Linked DNA regions of Sus scrofa: region 2 is linked to region 1. Evidence: chromatin contacts called from public Hi-C data. All regions are on one chromosome and are shown on one strand. The core of a region is the stretch at or near the end of the contact, and the rest is flanking DNA. Distances in the headings are between cores, read along the strand shown. Region 1 overlaps LOC102161640 (a long non-coding RNA gene). Region 2 overlaps LOC102160325 (a long non-coding RNA gene).

The links. A called contact is a pair of places that touch in the nucleus more often than the background predicts.
Region 2: a contact with region 1 is called in a Hi-C map of adipose tissue, with 4 times the contacts expected there. The contact joins two enhancer-like sites. A contact is called at or near these places in 1 of 5 promoter capture datasets (liver), 24 of 47 Hi-C or Micro-C datasets (adipocytes, adipose tissue, alveolar macrophages and 14 more) and 1 of 2 datasets of contacts at active chromatin or transcription factors (skeletal muscle).

The regions. Positions count from the first base shown.
Region 1 is chr16:28,896,750-28,903,494 of Sscrofa11.1, forward strand. The region is part of intron 4 of LOC102161640 (a long non-coding RNA gene); the gene reads left to right. Among named protein-coding and RNA genes, the nearest start is that of FGF10, 120 kb to the left of the region's middle. Within about 2 kb of position 2,687, at least 5 of the 83 cell types and tissues checked have an H3K27ac peak or open chromatin away from gene starts, as enhancers often do. A contact at or near this core is called in adipose tissue, where this site is marked.
Region 2 is chr16:29,080,134-29,086,774 of Sscrofa11.1, forward strand. All of the region lies in intron 1 of LOC102160325 (a long non-coding RNA gene), which reads right to left. Among named protein-coding and RNA genes, the nearest start is that of MRPS30, 28 kb to the right of the region's middle. Within about 2 kb of position 3,833, at least 4 of the 83 cell types and tissues checked have an H3K27ac peak or open chromatin away from gene starts, as enhancers often do. A contact at or near this core is called in adipose tissue, where this site is marked.

The DNA.
Region 1 (6,745 bases), core at 1,437-3,936:
AAGAATAGCCCTTAAACATGACAGTGACAGGAAGGCCCCTTTTACATCATTTTTCCCTCACAAATGTCAGCCATGATCTAATCATGTGGGCAGGCAAAGATGATGGGAGGCAGAGCCTCAGTAAAGTGGGAACAGATAGAAATGACTAACTCAGATTGGATGAGTTAAATCCATAGATCTTGATAACTTCCACACTAAAGAACTTAAGAAATTGGCCACAGTCATTGCTGAGTCACATACAATTATCTTCAAAAACTCACAGAGGGCTTAAAGTGGCCCCAAACTGGAATATATCGTATCAGTTCTTTTAGAGGCGGATTACAGACCACCCCGGACATTGCTGATTTACCAGAGAGGGGAAAGAGATTAACTCAAAATGTTGGTTTTTCAATGCCTAGAAGATAATAGGGTTGGAATCAATTGAACTTGTGGGAATGGGATCATAAAATTCGGGGCCGAGCGTGTTTTGGGGGATCATGTCATATGTTGCCTTTATTTATAGAGGAGTAAAATGAGTTTTAGAGAATTTAAGTCAGAAATCTTTAAGAGTTCATTTCATAATTTAACGACAGTGTGGCAAGTCCAGGAAGCTGAGGTGATGGATAAATGCAATATTTACAGGCTTAAAAACAAAAAACAAACAAACAAAAAACTCTAAATGATTTTCTTCTTCTGGGTGCATGCTTTCTGTTATTGGGTGCATGCTTTCTGTTATACACCAGGAAATGAGGCTGTAGCTGGAAATTCTGGCACCACTCAAGTATGAGGAAAACCTCTCAGCTATAGTTTGCAAAATAATCAAGATCTTGATACACCTAGAGGTCATGCTGCAAGTTAACTAACACTTTAGAGAGAGAATAATACTTTCTTAGTTCAGTAAGTTACTGTGGCTTTTTCACTTTCCCTTTGTAATGTAGACTTCTTAAAACTTTGAGTGAATCAAGTCACAGCAAGAGACCTCATCCTACAAAATCAAAGAATTTGCTGGCAGTGAACATTGAATATAAAAATGTGGCTTTCTAAGTATTCTTTCCACATTCTGAATAGTTTTTGTCAAACTAGAGCAATTTTAAGTAACTAAAAAAAATGGCACAAGATTCCTTTCCTTTGATTTCTGGATCATTTATTTAAACTTCTATCAGGCTTTGGAGCCCCTTCCCCCAAGTTTTTCTGAGGCATCCGTTGAAAATGCCTCATTGGTAGGGTCATGCTTGATGAGAAGGGAAATAAACTCAGATAAAATCTGTCGTCACAGGTGCCTCTGGCCACTCTGAAGATACAGTCATCCCTCGGTATTCAGTGGGGGGACTGGTTCCATGACACCAAAAGCCAGGGGTGCTCAAGTCACTTAGATAAAATGGCAGTTGCTGACCGTGTCTATCTGCGGATTCTGCATCCAGGGATTTATCTAATCTCCCGTGGACCACATGCTAGAATGATTAACCTAGTCTTTCCTCTGTGGGCAGCTCTTCTTTGTGCTTTTTGTCTCTCCAAACTTCCTCCCCTGATCAAAATTGTATTGTCCTGTATTTTCCTGCCTTAGGACATTTCAAGTGACAGTTCTTTTTGTATAATAGATGAATTCTGGATGATGAATTTATATTTATACTCCATTATGTTTACTATGCTGTTGGTAAGTTCTCATTTAAGTGTTTATTTGAAAGAGAACACTCTAAAGAGGTCCTTCCATTTCTGGTCCAACCCATCTTCTTTTTACTGTCTGGGGAGGGGAATGCTATAAATTATCATGGGAGAAAGAGAAGAACTCAAGCAACCTAAGAGGTTATGGAAGGTGAAGTAGGGATAGTGTAAGTCATCAGAGAGACTCTTTTTTTTTTTTTTTTTTTTTTTTAAAGCAATATCTCCAGTGTTGTTGTGAGCTGTGGTGTAGGTCACAGATGTGGCTCGGATCCTGTGTTGTTGTGGCTCTGGCGTAGGCCGGTGGCTACAGCTCCAATTAGACCCCTAGCCTGGGAACCTCCGTATGCCGCAGGTAAGGCCCTAAAAAAGACAGAAAGACAAAAAAATAAAATAAATAAATAAAGGAATATCTGTTAACTCCTTGCTAGAGTTTAAGACCATCACGTTTGAGACTAACTCCTCTCCTTTGACTCTGTGCTTCCATTTCTGCTTAGATGTTTTCAGGAACCTAAAGGTTCAGAAACAGTCATTCTTTTTTCAGAGAGCACTAAGTTTAATAGTCCATAGAACAAAATTGTAGCATCCCCAAAATGCATCTGCCCATTCTTTTTAAGCTACAGTGCCTACTTCTGTCTTCCAAGTCAGTGTAGAGCAATTCCTACAACTTTTGCACAACTTTAAGATCCCTCAGACATGATTGCTAGAGGTTGTAAGTACGTTTGATATTTTTATCCTGGAAAGTTTTCCTTTGTTCTGAAAAGCTATAGTCTGAAATATTGTACTGTATTGCAAAGAGGTTAAATTTTCTGTCAATGTCATATGAGTGTTAGAAGCTAACTTCAGAAGTTTCTGGTTAGAAATATTGGTTCTTTGACTCAATATGTGGAAGTCTTCACTTATATACACCTGCTTGGATAGATTGTGGGAAGACCACAGACAAGTGATTAAACTCGAGATGTTTCAGGCAAAGCATGCTATTTCTTCTTACTGTAAAAAATAAGGAACATTTCTGAGTCATTGCAGTCTTGGAATGTAATGCCAAACAAATGAGAACCAGACCACAAACAGTGGGGCCAAGTACATCATTACTGAGTGAGTAATGTGAACAACTTACATAAACTGTGGCTAAAACTGAGTTTTTAGCAGATGACCATAACCTTTTGATTGCATCAAGAACAGTTAAAAGCTCTTTAATCTGCATGTTGTCCTTCAGGAAAGAAAAACTCATCAATCCTATTCATAATCTCTAAGACCTGCAATTTTTCATTAAGATTTAACCCCACCTTTCTCTGATTCTTCTCATAGATAGCAGCAGAGATGACTAAAAAGAATCAGCTGGGGCCCAAATATGTTGCTTCTATTGACCAGAGCAGGGGAAAAATGCTACAGGTTAATTTTTTTTTTTTTTTTTTTTTTTTTTTGTCTTTTTAGGGCTGCACCCTTAGCACATGGAGGTTCCCAGACTAGGGGTTAAATCAGAGCTACAGCTGCCAGCCATAGCCACACCAGCTCATAGCAAGCCGGATCCTTAACCCACTGAGCGAGGCTAGGGATCAAACCCACAACCTCATGGTTCCTAGTCGGATTTGTTTCTGCTGCGCCACGATGGAAACTCCATTCTTCCTTTCTTTAAAGTGTTGTATAATGGCCTTTCAAAAGTTTAGCTAATGTAATAGCTTATGTATTTCTTTCGAGTATTTGTGTTATATACACTATACAGAGTTTCTAATCCTTTAGAAAATAGCTTTTCTTTTCTATCAGGGCAATTTCCTTCTAATGATTATGAATGACATCTGCCCATAGTTCCATTTTGTTGGAAGTCTATTTTCTTTAACAAATGAAAGGCAATGCCACTTTTCACCAAGGATTCTCTTTAAAATGGAAGTAAAGAAGCAAAGAACATTATTAACTCCTTCTGGGAAGGAGATTAAAATCTGGTTTTACTCCCTAAATAAAATATTAGTGTGGACAACACCAATTTTTAGATGTATGTTCAAAACACCTAGTTCAGGCATCCCTGATAACTATCTCATAGCTCAATCAGTTTTGATATTTTTGGATACTTTCTCTCTGTTCGCATTTCAGTGATAGTTTAACTGGTTCCTGTGTACTTAGGAAGAAACTAAGAAAACGAAAAAAAAAAGAAGCAAAAGAGGTTAAGAGCTTTCCTGAAAGGAATTGGTATTCTCTAAGCTTAAATCTTGATCCAAATCCTCTCTCTTTTTTATTCCACCTTTTGTTCTGTAGTTACAGGATCTCAGCCCCTACCCCAGACCAACTGAATCAAAAGCTTAATTTTAATATAAGCCCTAGGTAGATCAAAAGATGTTCTACAATTCACTGACTGTCTAAAGTTGTGATTAACACTAAATATTCTCACCTGGAAACTCCTGTTGCCCTATTCCATCCACCCACTTCCTCTCCTCCCTCGCCCACTCAAACCTTCTCAGTTTTAATTTCCTGCTATTCTCAACTCTTGGGAAAAACTCTATGTAGTTTAAATATCCACGCATAGAATCCCTTTAGTATTCTTCCTTTTCAACATTTTGACCTTATCTCTCCCAATCATCTTTTCCTCCTCCTGTCTCAGTATTTGGTCCCATAGTCTTAAATCCTGAAACCTTCCATTAATGAAAATTGCTAATTCACCATAATCTTAATGTTGATCCTCCTGCTCACAGGTTATCATCCATTACCTTTCAATTTCACTCCCTCTGGTACTCAAACTTTAATGAACTTCCAATCCCCCTGGGATGTACAATGTATTTGACTTTCCCACTTTTTCTTTTTTCTTACTCTCACCACATCTTGGTGTCCCTTCTTTCCCGTCCTACATCCCATAGCCCATCTATAATCACTCCTTTGAAACTATCTCCAATATCCTTGCTTTCTTTTTTTTTCTTTCTTTCTTTTTTTTTTCATTCATTCTTTCTTTTTTTTTTCTTTCTTTCTTCTTTCTTTCTTTCTTTTTTTCTTTCTTTCTTTTTTTTTTTTTTTTTTTTTTAGGGCCGCACCTGAGGCATTCGGAAGTTCCCCAGGCTAGGGGTTGAATCGAGCTACAGCTGCTGGCCTACACCACAGTCACAGCAATGCCAGATCTGAGATGCATCTGTGACCTATACCACAGCTCATGGCAATGCTGGATTCTTAACCCACTGAGCAAGGCCATGAATTGAACCGCATCCACATGAGTCCTAGTTGGGTTTGTTAACTGCTGAGCCATGAAGGGAACTCCTTCCTTGCTTTCTTTATACTCATCTTCCAAAAGCTCATCACTGGCTAAATTAAACTCTTCCTTTACTCTTTTTAAGATTTGGCCCAGGAGTTCCCGTCATGCGCAGTTGTTAATGAATCCGACTAGGAACCATGAGGTTGCGGGTTCGATCCCTGCCCTTGCTCAGTGGGTTAAGGATCTGGCGTTGCCGTGAGCTGTGGTGTAGGTTGCAGACGCGGCTCAGATCCTGTGTTGCTGTGGCTCTGGTGTAGGCCGGCAGCTACAGCTCTGATTCGACTCCTAGCCTGGGAACCTCCATACGCCGCTGGAGTGGCCCAAGAAATGGCAAAAAGACCAAAAAAAAAAGACTCGGCCCAACTCAACTGGCTGAAGAAAAACATGAAATCATGCTAATGGCCCTACCTTAAATTAAAGATCATTAATTTCAAGTAGGGCCTTAGGACTGCCTGACAGTTCAGTATTTTTCTCTCCTTTTAGATGAGTGCTCTTCTCTCTTCTCTACTCAAATCTCATCCTCTCTCCAGCACATCTTCTCTTCCAGTGATCACGTCTTCCCTCTCCTCACTCTCAGTTGATGACCTTTCTATTTCAGAGTACAGAAGTAATGAGGTCTCTCCTCCATGCACACACATCTATTTATCTTCATATGGGTGTCTTTTGCTTATTAGGAAAAACAAACCGTACTTACATACTCCTAGTAAGTCCAGCCTCTTTATTTGGGCACTACATGGCTTTTTTATTGCAAAGACATAGCTTTGGAAATGCTCCTCTTTCTCACATGATCAATTTTTCTCTCCATATTGGATTCATCATAAAACAATATAGTGTAATTTCTCCCATCTCACTCTTGTGGCTCATATCTTGAAATCTACTGTCCTATTTTTCTCTTTCCTTGTGCAGGAAAACACCTTGAAGGAGTTTTCTCTCTATTTGTCTCTAATTTCTTTCCTTCTCTTAATTAAATCCACTCCAATAAGGCTTTGCCTTTAGCTCTCCACTAAAACTTTTTTTTCCTCTCAAAGTTATCAGTTATCTTGGTGTTTCTGACTGCAACCAACAGTCAGTTATTCCCATTGTGCTTGATCTTTCAGTTGCATTTGACACAGTGACAATTTGAGCTCTTTCTTAAAACAATTTCTTTAGTTGGTTTTCTGGATATAACACACTCCCGGTTTTTTTTACTTAATTGGCTGTTCTTTCTCAATGGGCTTTACTGGTGTCTCATCGTTTCCCTGAATTCTAAATTTTGGTGTGCCCCAGGGCTTCAGTCCTTCATCCATACTTTATCTGTGCTGTCTATCCTGGTGATATCATTCATTCCTAATTTTCTATCTCCAGCCTTGGACCCTTTCCTGTTCTCTAAATTCGCATGCAATTGCCTACTTAATATCTCCCTCTAGATGCTGAATAGGCATTTCGTACATTAACACACCCCAAACTGAATTCTCAATCTTCATCTCCAAGCCTACTTCCACCTACAGTCTTCCACATCTCACTAGATGGCAATTGCACTTAGCCAGTTTCTCAAGCCAAAGACTAAGTCATCCTTGGCTTCTCCATTAGCAAATCCTGTCAGCCCTACTATCAAAATATGTCTTAAGTCTGACCACTTTTTCACCATTACTTCCCACATCCAAGCTTCTACCATTGCTCACTTATACTCCTGCAGATGCCTCCTGATTGGTTTTCTAGTTCAGCTCTTGTCAATCCACCCTCCAGTCTCTTCCTCATGTAGCAGCCACAGTGGTTCCTTAAAATCATGTCAGACACTATCCCCCCACCTCCAGTTCAGAACCCTCCAATGTGTCTACTATACTCAGAGAAAAACCAGCCTCATTTCAATGGCTCTAATGAGCTACATCTTGCCAT
Region 2 (6,641 bases), core at 2,583-5,082, 180 kb after region 1:
TCTGGCTACTGGATGTTATACAAATGTAAAAGAAATGTATATATAGTATGTAAAACTGAAAAGATTATTAAGATTTCACTTTCCTCCTCTCCACTCTCATCTTGTACCCCTTGCCTCATAATCTTCATTGGGTAATTGTTGAAGAGAAAAAAACTCAAATATAATATATGATTGAATTTTGTTATAGCATATGTTTATGAGATTGTAATCCATCTCAATATATCACAATTACTGTTTCTCTTAAAGAATTTTTTAAAGTATAATATAATGGAAAATACAATATTTGGAACCTACACTGTTCCTAGAAATACAGCCTTTTTCTAAATATAAAATTATTATCTTCTAAGCTTTCTGTATAAGAAAGCATTCAGACAATCAGTTGGTTAGGTAGTAAGTCAAATGGAGAAGAGAAACTGGTCCAAGTATCAAAAGTGTATTTCCAAAGTAAAATTTGCAACAGAACATGTTTAAATCATGGTTTTAATCCATCAATGTCATTTTATCTTTAAACTATTATTTTCCAACTTAATATAAGCTCCCTCTGGTTCTCTGCATGCTACATTTGATTTTAAGCTCTAGTCCAAAGTGAAATATAGCATTATTTTTTGCTTTATGTAGAAACTCAGTGACTTTCAAATTATCCAAGAAAAGACAAATTACCAATATTCAAACTTGTTTGAATAATTTTTAAGTGATTCCAGACAATACATATTTACTGACGTATAGAACATGGAAAGTTTTAGCTTAAAATTATGAACTTGCAAAAAATGTGTAAAGGACTAAATATAAGGGGGAGTTATGGAAAATATTCAGTCACCTCAATTATAGGTTTAAATACCTTAAATGCTATAATAATACTTTGACTTTACTTTTTTTTATTTATAAGCAACCAAACCACTTTATAAACATTAAACCAAGTATCTTTTTAAAGTAAGACTTCTTTTTTTTCTCTGTGGGTATCATTTATTGATTGATAAAAACAGCAAAAAAGTAAACATTTTCCTGGAGGCAGGAAAGGTACCCTCCATGCTAGAGCAGTTCTGAAAACGGTAACCACAATTCCTCCCAATTTTTTGCATTTTCCTCTTTATAATTGTTAATTGTAATAAAACATACTGAAATGTTTTCCTTAAATGATAGCCCTGGTCTGCTGTTACGTTTTTATTAATATTTTTACTTTATTTCATTTATTATCATGAACATGAAACAATTTGGGGATCTCTTTTTCCACCATTCAGTGTTATTTTCAGTAACAGATTCTTTTCTGTTATTTGACAGTATTCTGGAAGCCACCTACTCGTTCATGTTTGATGTGGTCAGAATTCTGTGGTGAACTAAAGACCATCATTACTGTTTGTTTGGTGTTTACATTTTGTTTAGCAGGGATTTCATATTAGTGGCTACTCTGGGAGACGTAGCTCAGATAATTGTGGCAGAAAAACAGCAGAGGGAAGGTTGAATGATGCAGCCCTAGATTGGAATTCTCAATCCTGCCTTCAAGTGAACAAACATAATTTCATTACATTCATCTCTCTCTCCATACTATCTCTTAAGTACAGAGCTTTTGGTTTTCATGGTAGACGCCCCCCCAAATGTTCGCATTTAATCTTTATGGATTTTACTTTTATTGATTTTGCCTGTCCTGAGAATAGTTTCCCTGAAGACTTAGTTATTCTCAGATTCCACTTGTTTGCAGCTCCCATTTGTTTATTTATTGTAAAAAATATTTGATGTAGACAAACGTGCTGTGGCTGTGTCCTGAGATCCTTAAAGAGTTCTCCCATTAGAGAGTTATCTGTTCTGTTTGTGACATGATAGCTCAGCAGGACTCAGTAGGCCATTAGGAAAATAAGCAAATTCTTATCTGGAAGTCATTAACTAGAATCACTCATTCTCTTTTGCACTCTTGCCTGGAAGTTGGTTCTTTTCACATCCTGGAAAAATATTTTGATAGAGAATTAAGTGCTGGTGAAAGGTGAGTATGTGGCAGAGGGACTGGAATGGGGAGGGGACTAAAACTACATTTTGTCTATATGAGCACTGAGGGGCATTAGCAAAGACAAGGTCAGTGACCAGCTGCTGACATTGTCATAGTTCACTGCTTAAGTTTTGACATAGAAATAACAGATTCACAGCCAATCCATTCTACCTCACTGAAGGGGCTTCTAATCCATGTCAGTAATAGACAGCGCTAGAGTACCTGAGCTTTAATCTACAGTTCGCAATGGTGATCCATGGAAATCACCTAAATCTGCAAGTTAAAACTATTAGTCATTACAAACCCAGGGGATATATAAATAAAAAACATTAGCTAAAGATTATATCCCAAGCTCCAATATCAATCTCAAGGAAATATCTTGATCCAGAATCATGAAGAGATTCCCTAAACCAGATTCCCCCACCGATGTCCTTAGTGAGTAAATGAGCAAATCTAAGAGAATCTGCTCAGCAGGAGGTAAAATATTCTTTTCTTTGGAATATCATGTCATTTTTTTGTCACATAAAAGCATTTGTCCATGAGGAAATTAATCTCACTTATAATTAAACTGTGATATAAACATCCATTTCATACCTATACGTCCAAGTGTGTAGTTCTTTTGTTTCACTGTCACGTAGAATAAACATGAACTAAAACAAGGGTGTCTCTCATTTTTAAGTCATCACATCACTCCTGGTATTCGCTGACCAAGTTTAGAAACAGAGTTAACATCATAATATAAATTGTTTAGTGATTCATTGGATTACAAAGGCATCATGTTTTACAACCCATATTATTTAATTTATGTCAAGGAGGACTGATAGCAAGTCTGGGGCCACTTAGTCAACAGGCCCAGTGCTCCGTGGTGTTTTCCTGGAACATTTATGATCTGTGAGCACACTGTTGTGTGAACTTCCACAAGCCCCCACAGAGACTCTGTCCCAGTGCCCAGATTGTGCTGGGCTCCAGGGAGCAGATACAGAGTCAGAGCCAGCAATTTTGCTGGCTGATAGTTCCCCCTACATCTCCAAGATATGAAAAGACAAGTGAAGGGGACAGTTTTAGAGGACCTTTCACTCCCCTTCCTGACAGTGTCCTGGAACATGCATCATCACTGACCTTAACTATCCTCCAAGGGAAAAGGCCAGAGAATGTGGGTTTACAGTAATTTATATTCAGTCTTGTGGATCAGGAAAATCAAGAATAATGTATCCTTCAGATAAAATCAATATGATAGAAATTAAATTACAGAAAACTTAATAAGATTGTGCTTGTTACTTATAAATGCACTCAAAGTATTATTTCTCAAGCTAATGCATATACCATTAAACAGAAAAATCAAAGGGGAAAAATTGTTTTCACAGATCAGAGAAAAGGACTGTGAATCCAAGTTTGAGAGTCCTAAAGTTAAGAACATATCTTCGAGGTGCAAATTAACTATCTAGCTTTATATATGATAAAACAAAGTTTTGGTTTTGTTTTTAAAGAGTAAGATTAAAAGAAAAGCAGAGATGCTGTAGATCTTGCAGATCTCTAAAGCAAGGCTCTAGTCTAAATATCTGTATAAATAATCTGCCAATATACTTGTGAATATAGAACTTATTTAATAAGGTTCTGAAAGAATCCATACATTTTATAAAATTGCTTAATCTAAAGTTGGTAGCGTCATAGAGCTTGTGAGCGAATATGATTTCATTCTGCTGTCCTGATTACTCAAAATATACATAATTCATAACAGTATGTTGATGTAGTAATGATGACATAGTCTAGTATCATTTTGACAGAGACCAGAAGGAACAAATCACTAAATTATCAATGCAGAGGAAATCATCACTGTGCCATAGCCAAATTGTGTTGGGGCAAAATATTTAAGACCTGAGGCCAGATGATGTGTTTTGTGGAAAGATTGATGACTATGTATACTGGGAGAAAAGTCAGCAATTCTTTAGTTCATAACAGTATTAGGAAATTTGTCATCTGATTTCCTGCCTAACTGGCTACTTAACTGCACCCATGGGATGGAAATGAGGTAAGGGTGAAATCCCCCAAACTGTGCTCTTTTAAAGAAACAAATATAGAGACCCTGATTTCAACATAACCATTTCTAAAATACTGAGAGGAATAAGCTGTGGTATATTATATAGAGGTTTTTATTTTCTCCAGCAAGTGCCAGGTTTTAAAGATTCCCCAAGTTAAAAAGAAAATCTAGAATTTAGTTCCAAGAGGTAGTGAAGAGAAAAACAAAAGGTTATTTAGCTACCCTCTCCCTCATAAACCTGTGCAGACTAAAATTTGGTGGTCAAACAAGCCAGAACTGAACAGTATTATGGCCAATGCTAAAGACTGAAGGAAGATCAGTTGGTTAGATCCTGATCAAGCTTCTGTTAAAAATTAACTCTGTGTGGGATAGGTCTGTTCCATCACATGAAGCCAATTCTCTAATTCTTGCCAGCTTTTTTATAAGCACTGAGTGTGGATCACAGAAAAGGACAGGTATTTTTGTATCACTGTAAATCCATCAACATGTTTCTTTAAATATACGTCAATTCTATGTACACAGAAAGTGCACGCTTTATTTGAGAACTGTTTGTTATTAATCATAATAGCTATATTTTACTGAGTGTGCCCTATGGACCAGGTGCTATGCTAAGAGCCTATATATCCATGTCAGTTAACCTTTACACTAACACCGGAAGTAGATATTAAGCCAAAGATGTGAGATACCCAGAATATCTTAGCTAGTAAGGGGGAGACAAAAGATCTGAAATCATCTGTTTCTTATTTTTCATTCTAAACCACTTCATTTTATTGCTATTCCATTGTATTCTGCTTCTAAATAGTCATTCAAGACTAGATGATATAGTCCAAAAGAGTTTATGAATTCATGGGGTAATTTACATTGTAGGTTTTCAATCTAGATGATAATTCAAACATTTGGAATTTCAAATCCAGTATACTTGGCCTGCCTTGGCTGCATTATTTCAAGAAATCCATTCCAGCAAATATGACTTTCCATTTGTTTTGTGCTATTGATAGTCATATGAACAGATTCCACATGAATAAGAACCTGTTGGATAAATTTTTAAATATTATATATAATTATATCTTAAACATACACATCTTGGCCTGTGTTATTAAAAAAGGAATGAAATAGAAAGGGCAAACTCCTTTTTCTGCTTAATCAGCAATAGCCTAAGTATCAGGAGGATTAAGGTTCAGAGTAAGGCTGGAGAGGTAGGAGACACACACACTCACACACACATACCCCCTCACTCACCAAAATGGTAGGAAACATTTTGGAAACCAATGATCCCAATGTATTCTTGGCTCCCACAACTATGTCTAATGTATTAAATTTAAGTTCTGGGCATCACATTTTAGGAGGACAATTGCAAGTATATAATATCAGAGGGAAGTACTGAGGGGATGGGGATCTAAAAGTAATACTAATATTGAAATGCTCAAAAATTCTGGATGAGCAGAGTTCCTGTAGCTGTGGCATAGGCTGGCAGCTGAAGCTCTGAATCCACCCCAAGCCTGGGAACTTCCATGTGCCGGTAGGTGCGGCCCTAAAAAAAAAAAAAAAAAAAAAAAAAAAAAAAAAAAAAAGAGAGAGAGAGAGAGATACTTTCCATTGCTAAGGTATTTTTTGAGGATAAAATCAATTCTAGTCATATAAAACATCTTGCATGATCTTTTTTCATCTTCTGTTAAGTCTTTTCTGGAGGAAATGTTTGTTAGTTCAAATAAGCTATTGTTACTGGTTAAAAAAAAAATATAAAGTCAGAGTGATTTTTGTGGATTTGTTTTCTGTTTGAGCATAGAGTGTCCAACTTCATTAGCAAACCATATTGTTTTAAATTAAATTTCCAAATAAATGCACTTGGGTGTGAATTCAAGGGAAAATATTTTCCAAATCTCAAAAAAAAAAAAAAAAAAGAACATCCAAACCCAAAACATTCTAGTGGTTTTGTAAAACTGAAACATTTTGTGGGTTAATTATTGTCAAGATTTTTGAAATGAATTTTAACCACATAGGCCCAGCAAAATCTAAATGTTCTTTCAGGCACCCTTCCTCTGTATGCCTAAGTTAACACTGACATCTTGTGGTCAGTTTTTACTCTTAAAAAGTGAGTGTGTGTGTGTAAGAAAAGTAAAGAAATACACACACTATATACAAAAATACATCTTTTGTATATGTCTTTTTAGTTTACTGTAAAAGTGTCTAATTTCTCCTTCCACTTCCCAATATCTTAGTGGTGCTTCTCCCCTATGCAAATCTCTAATCATTAAATTAGTTGTTTAAAATATAAAAGCATAAGTGGTGTTGATAGCATGTATTCTTGATAATATTTGATGATAATGGCATTTTACCCCTCTTGTCTTCTCAAGCTCCGTAACCCTAGCCTAACTATGAGGAAAATATCAAACAAACCCAACATGAGAGGCAGTTTCCAAAAACTGACCAGTACTCTTCAAAGATGTCCAGGTCATCAGAGATAAGGAAAATCTGAGAAGCTACCACAGACCAGGGACAGCTAAGGAGACATGACTACTAAATGTGATGTTATAATGTGATATCCTGGGTGGGATCTTGAAATTGAAAGACAGTAAGTATTATGGAAAAAAACTAGAGAAATGCAAATAAAGAGTATAGTTAATA